Linked DNA regions of Sus scrofa: region 2 is linked to region 1. A link is a contact called in public Hi-C data. All regions are on one chromosome and are shown on one strand. The core of a region is the stretch at or near the end of the contact, and the rest is flanking DNA. Distances in the headings are between cores, read along the strand shown. Region 1 has its middle 300 kb from the start of BTG1. Region 2 overlaps LOC102159901 (a long non-coding RNA gene).

Region 1 (3,130 bases), core at 458-2,957:
AAGGGTGTGGAGAAATTGAAACACTTGTGCACTGTTTGTGGAAATATAAAATGGTGGAGCCACTGTGGAAAACAGTATGGAGTTTCCTTTAAAAATAGAACCACCATATGATCTAGCAATCCTGCCTCTGGATATTCATCCAAGAGAATTGGAAACAAGATTTCCAGGAGCTGTTTGCACTGTGGTGTTCATTGCAGCATTTTTATAATAGCCAAGAAATGGAGACAATCTAAATGTCCTTTGGCAGATGAGTGGAAACAAAGAAAACTTAACATATACATGCAGTGGGATATTAGCCTTAAAAAGAAAGAAATCCTGTCATATGCTACATGGTGACCTCTGTAAAGTGAAAGAAGCCACTCACATAAGGACAAATACTACACGACTCCCTTTGTTTGGTATATCTGAAGTCATCAAACTCGCAGAAACAGAGCAGACTGATAGTTGGCGCGGGCTGGGGAGTGGAAAATGGGAAGGCGATGTTCAAATGGGTGTAGAGTTTCAGTCGTGCAAGAGAAAAAAGTTCTAGAGCTCTGCCACAAGCAGGGTTACCAATATGCACTTAAAAAAAAAAGTATTAAGAAGGTAAATTTCATGTTATGTGGTTTTTATCTCAATATAAAATAATAATTAATAATAATCTGTCCTGAATGCTTGTAAATCTTAACCTTTAGGACTTTCTTTAATATTTTTGGCACCCTGCTGCTTTAGTACCCTAGAGTTACAGAAAGTCAAAATGTATTCGCCTCAGACCAGCACTCACCTCTGGAACAGTGGTTTTTGATCTGAGCAGCAGTTCAGTCGCAGCAGTTCAACCAGGCGGGGCACCAGAGTAACGTCAAATACAGGCGAAGAATTAAGAGTTCAAGCTAAGGAGGCGAATCCCAGTCACACCTCTTACTGGCTTTGGCTCTTGAGAGAATTACCTGGGCTTTTTGCTTCACCTCCTCAGATGTAAAACAAGAATAACAATGCTTCCTTCACAGCACTGTTATCATAACTAAGTGAGATAATGCATGTAAAGCACCCCACTCTGTCAATATATCTATTACTTTTAATGTGTACTTAAAGTAGGTGAAGAACTCAGGCTGCCGATGAGTGTGTGTGTATGTGCATGTGTGCATGTGATTGGCTTGTTTTGTGCAGGTTAATCCTACGAAAGCATGACCTTCAACATTTCCGTATGGTTCAAATTATTTTGTCAAGTTCCAATTTTTGTCACAGTGGGTTGCTTTAGTTTTTTCATCTGCAAACTGTGCACTCCTGTGTGACATACTGTACGTGCTTTTTCCCTCTTCACATCTCCTCTCCTCATCTCCACCCCAATCTAGGAGGTTGTCTCTTACAGGCTCAGTAACATTTTTAAAATAAATCAATATTTTAAAAATTAATTTTTGGAAAAAAAGTACTGCAACTATTTCATCAGAAGAGAACAGAACTTTCTCATTTCTTTCCAAGTATTTCAAATTCAGAGTATTTTAACCGGAATATTTATGTAAACGTTTGCTTTCTGAGGGAGCTGCTGATGAGAGACTTTATTTAATAGAACCATACAGTGAAGGAATATAAGGGGGGCTGGACAGTTCATTTGTTTTGATTTCTAGGTTTATAATATAGGAAACCGAAACTGCATTGACCTAAGGGCTTGACTACCCAGGGCTCAGGCTGTGGTCTTCAGGCTCCTGTGACTTGGCTGCACTGAATCAAGATGCCAGTCTTCACAACAGCTGAGACCATAGTTGACAGAACAGCTTTCAGTGGACTTTGGAGGATTTCTGTTTATGGGGAAGAAATGTACTAGCATTTATTCCATTGTAACCTCTGAAAGTCTTTCTCCTCCTCTCCTCACAAAATTAAACACACACACACACACACACACACACACACACACACTTTTTTTACATATTCAGCCAAGAAACACATTCAAAGTCCTTCTGACCACCAGGGGGCCACCATGGGAACGGACAGTCCTACAGGGACTCCTGTCAGTGTTCTGTCGGTGCAAAACAATTGTGTGGATTACTAGAACTTGAAAGATACTGCTTTCCAGAAACTGGAATCTTTGTTCGGATGATACAGTTTTAGCTGTGCAACGTCACTCTGTCGGTGAAACACAGTGTCGCCCAAGAGACCACACTGACATTGCTGACTCAGACGACACCATGCAAGCAGAGTTGGAGTTGAATGTTCTCTTTTATTAATTGAAGTATAGTTGATTTACAATGTTGTGCTAATTTCTGCTGTATAGCAAAGTGATTTGGTATGTATGTGTAGATACATTCTTTTTTAATATTTTTATCAGGGTTTCTCACAGGATGTGGCATATGGTTTCCTGTGCCACACAGCAGGGCCTTGTTGTTTATTCATTCTATATGCAGTAGTTTACATCAGCTAACCTCAGCCTCCTGTTCTGTCCCTCCCCCAACCACCTCCCCCGTGGCAACTTCAAGTATGTTCTCTATATCTGTGAATGTTCTTAAACCAGACTTTAAACACATATCCTTTGCCTGACATTCACAGTCTCTTGTAATTTTAACTGACACAAGCTGAAAAAAAAAAATGACTTTCTAATAGAAAAGGTAGGTGTTCCCATAATTGTAGTGCTTAATCACTCCTATGACAGTTTGCTACCATTGGAAACTCAGATTTCTAATCCATCATGTGTAATGATAAGCACTGCATGTTTAGCAAAATTACATTAGCATTTCATTAAATATACACAGTAAAATGGGTGGCATTTCAAAAGCCCTAAAGACTTGTCATTTGCTGGAATCATTTAGGTTGGTAACTGTAATCACACTGCTCATTTGAAGCCAAGTCTCAATTATCCATGTATGGATTATCCACAAGAGACATTACATGATACCTCACATCAACAGTCACTGCTTCTTGTCTACAGATATGAGTCCAGGGGGCAAGAGGAGGGGATGCTTTAGAAAGCATTTGTTCCAGTGCCTGATTTCACAGATGGAAGGAACTGAGACCGAAAGAGGTTAAATGACTTGTCCAAGGTCAGTCAGCTGATAAATAGTAAAAACATAGAACTAGAATTCAGGTTTGTTTGATGCTAAGGCCAGAGTCTTGCACCAGCACCTTCTAAATAATTTACACATTGTTTTATTTTTTGGTT
Region 2 (3,130 bases), core at 238-2,737, 390 kb before region 1:
CTCCTTTTTGCCCAGTGAAACAGGCGGCTGATGGAAAACCAAAGTTCAGGGCCCAACTTTTCTCATTTGGTAACTTTCATTTCCTAATAATATTGGATAATTAACAAATTGTGTGTTCTAATGCTTTGTCACTTCAAGAGCATTTGGGGAGAATACTTCTTGTGTCTACTGAGTAATGGCTCAAATGAAAGAACACGATCAAGAGAATGCTTTATCACTGTGCATAAAACATACTGAATATTTATGATTTTAATTGCTACACACCATGTGCATACCTGTTTGGAGAATTATATAGATCTTTAAAGGTCAAGCAAGAGAATGATTTTGTGACTTTATAATTCATGATTAACAAGTCATTGAAAATTTCTATTAACTCAAAATGGAAATTCATAGAAATTCTTAAAAAAAAAAAAAAAAGAACCCTTAGTATTCCCTATATGTAACTGGCGTTTTTGTGAGTTTGTGAAACCAGATGCTTTTGGATAAAAAAAGCAATACTGACTCTTTCTTAGACTTAGTGCCTCTTTGCTAAAAGAAAAATTCTTAACTGAAAATGCAGTTCTATTCCTAAATTTATTGTTTACAGAAACACATGCTAATATAACAACGCATGAAAAATTAAAAAAAAAATGCCAGACATGCCTCGACATGCAAAATGTATTTAGCTGTTTGCTTTAACATGCTACTTTCATTCTGCAGCCTACCTTCTCCAAGACCAAGTATTTTTGCGAGTGAGGCTAAAAATAGCCAGCGAAGCCTAACAACTAGCTTCTGATTGGCTCGGTACAAAGGCCACTTAGCCAATGAGAGCTTCTGGGAACAAAAGCAATTCTTTTGTGTGTGAGATGCTCAACCCACGTCAAAACAGCTTCAGGCTGTAGAAGCGATTTCGGTTGAGATTTAACAAGGTAATAATGCATTTCAGTCCTCTGAAAGGTTTGAAGCAGAACAAAGGGGGTAGTGAAATCTACAAAACAAATGGAGTGCTCAGACTTTCAGGGGATGAATCATCGGGTGCCTGAGCTACACACATTTGCAAACCCAGAAAAGCAAGTGCGCTAGGATTTTTTTTCTTCCTTCCTGATATTTTAACTTATTTTCCGAGCGTTTTCTCTGCTCAAAAAAAGAGAAAATCAAAGGCGTTGTGTTCTGACTATGCACAAATATGCTATTACGTTGACTTGCTGATGAATAGAAAGCAACTCAATCACGATTCCCTTACATGGTACAAAGAGAAGACAAAGACTTGTGTGAGGTGGAGAGTAAGTAGTAAAGCTCCTAAAGCTTTGGACTTTGGTTTTTGGGAATCACAAATATCCCATGTTCTCAAAGTAAACGCAGTTCTGGATTAATGTTGTGATGACTCCCATGATAAAGTGGGACTTGATTTGAAGCAGAAACATGGAATTTTGGGAGGTTTTAGCACCACCAAGGCATTTCGCCTGTAGGGGTCGCTGTTGCACAGCAGACGAACCTCTTCAGAGCGTCCTTCCTTTTAATCTTAAATGAAAGGAGAAAATGGGCTTGGTAGGTGCCTTTCAGGTAGGACAAAAGGGAGTGGGGAGTCAGTGTTTGAAACTCTTAAGCTTCACTGCGGTCATTACTATGGGACAAAGCATCCTATAACAATACAGTCTACTTCACATGGGACTGAAATGCTGTACAGGACAAAATGTTGCTACAGTAACCATTGGAAATGTTATGTAACACATAGCAGCTCATAAGCCATTTCATGGTTTAAAACTGGCTTTATTAAGCAGGTGATAATTCAGGGATGGTATGACACTTCAAAGGCTCCAAGCAGGAGGTAAGACACAAGGACACACACTTTAACTTCTTGTATAGGAAATGCATACAGGTTACCAAGTCCAGAACACTGTTGACAAGAAAATACAGATTGCAAATGCATTGTTTACATGTTCTTTTCCCAGAAAACTTCAAGTTCAATGCATTTTTTTGTCTTCAATATAGCTTTTCTGATAAATGATTATTGAGTGAAATCTTAATTATCCTTTATTCTTGGCATGACGTAAAAGACCTGCATAAATCAAACATTTCAGTAAAATGAAATTATATTTTTATTGTGTGATCAGGTGTGATAATAAGAGCAGTACTTAAGAGTCACCTGTTTAAGGAAATGCATAGTCATAAAATATTGCATTTGCTAATTATTGGTCTTAACTGCATTTATGAGCCTCAATAGATATGTTGCCGTAAAACATGGAGGTGGTTTGCTGAGAGGAGTATCCTATTCTAACAAATAATACGAAAACTAGAGAGGTAATATACACTGTAAAAAACTTTTTTTTGCACTCACTTTAAAATAGTCTCCTATGGGGGAAAAAATTAACCTAGGGAATTATGTTCCTAAACAACGAAATCCCCAAAGGATGGTATATATGCAGTTTTCAACATTCTCTGTCTAGAAAGAATGTGGATTCTGTCCTATTGCAGTACTTTTGTGAGTTTTATAGTTTTGGCTTTATCATGTTGGCCAAGGGCCAGTTAAAGGAATTCATCACCAAATGCTTACACAACCCCTAAGGGTGTGCCTAATGCTTAGTTTAGGATGGGTGGTTGCAGTAGAAGAGGCTGTGAGTACTAGCTGTACCTTATCTCCCTGTGCCTGCCAGCTGCTGAGGTGCTCAAGCCCCAGCCCTGACAGCTGTCCCTCTGCCATCGTCAGGGTGCTCTGTAAGAGGAGAAGAGGGGAGAAGAAAGAAAGTACAAGTCCTCTCCTCTCTGCCAGTGTGACGCTGAAGCTGGAGTCAAAAGCACAGAGTAAGCTTCCTTCCTCCCCTTCTTAAGAGCTAAAAATATCCTTTATAGGAAGTCAAAGCTACTTTCTTTCCTCAACTGGTCATCAGTAATATAAAGCCTTTTATGAACATCTGCATAAAATATATGTTTTTAAAATATTATTTCCCCCCTGTTTCCCTTCTGTTTTGTACCCATGCTTTCCATTCTAGGAGGTAACAGACTCTGTGGCTCAGGTTCATCCCTTCAGAGACGAATATGGTAAGGCAAGAGAAGAGTGAAAGCCCTCCTGGCTTTAGTTTCTGAGTTTACATGGATAATTGAGGGGAAAGTCTCATTGACAGTGGGTCCCAGAGCAGTGGAACCAGAGCCT

The links. Hi-C and Micro-C count contacts between places; a contact is called where the count stands out from the background.
Region 2: a Hi-C map of retroperitoneal adipose tissue shows a contact between it and region 1, with 2.2 times the contacts expected there. The contact joins two enhancer-like sites. A contact is called at or near these places in 7 of 47 Hi-C or Micro-C datasets (brain, embryonic fibroblasts, fetal heart ventricle and 4 more) and 1 of 2 datasets of contacts at active chromatin or transcription factors (skeletal muscle).

Annotation. Positions count from the first base shown.
Region 1 is chr5:91,115,203-91,118,332 of Sscrofa11.1, reverse strand. No RefSeq gene overlaps it. Among named protein-coding and RNA genes, the nearest start is that of BTG1, 300 kb to the right of the region's middle. Within about 2 kb of position 1,707, at least 24 of the 83 cell types and tissues checked have an H3K27ac peak or open chromatin away from gene starts, as enhancers often do. A contact at or near this core is called in retroperitoneal adipose tissue and subcutaneous adipose tissue, where this site is marked.
Region 2 is chr5:91,509,103-91,512,232 of Sscrofa11.1, reverse strand. All of the region lies in intron 4 of LOC102159901 (a long non-coding RNA gene), which reads right to left. Among named protein-coding and RNA genes, the nearest start is that of DCN, 170 kb to the left of the region's middle. Within about 2 kb of position 1,487, at least 64 of the 83 cell types and tissues checked have an H3K27ac peak or open chromatin away from gene starts, as enhancers often do. A contact at or near this core is called in retroperitoneal adipose tissue and subcutaneous adipose tissue, where this site is marked.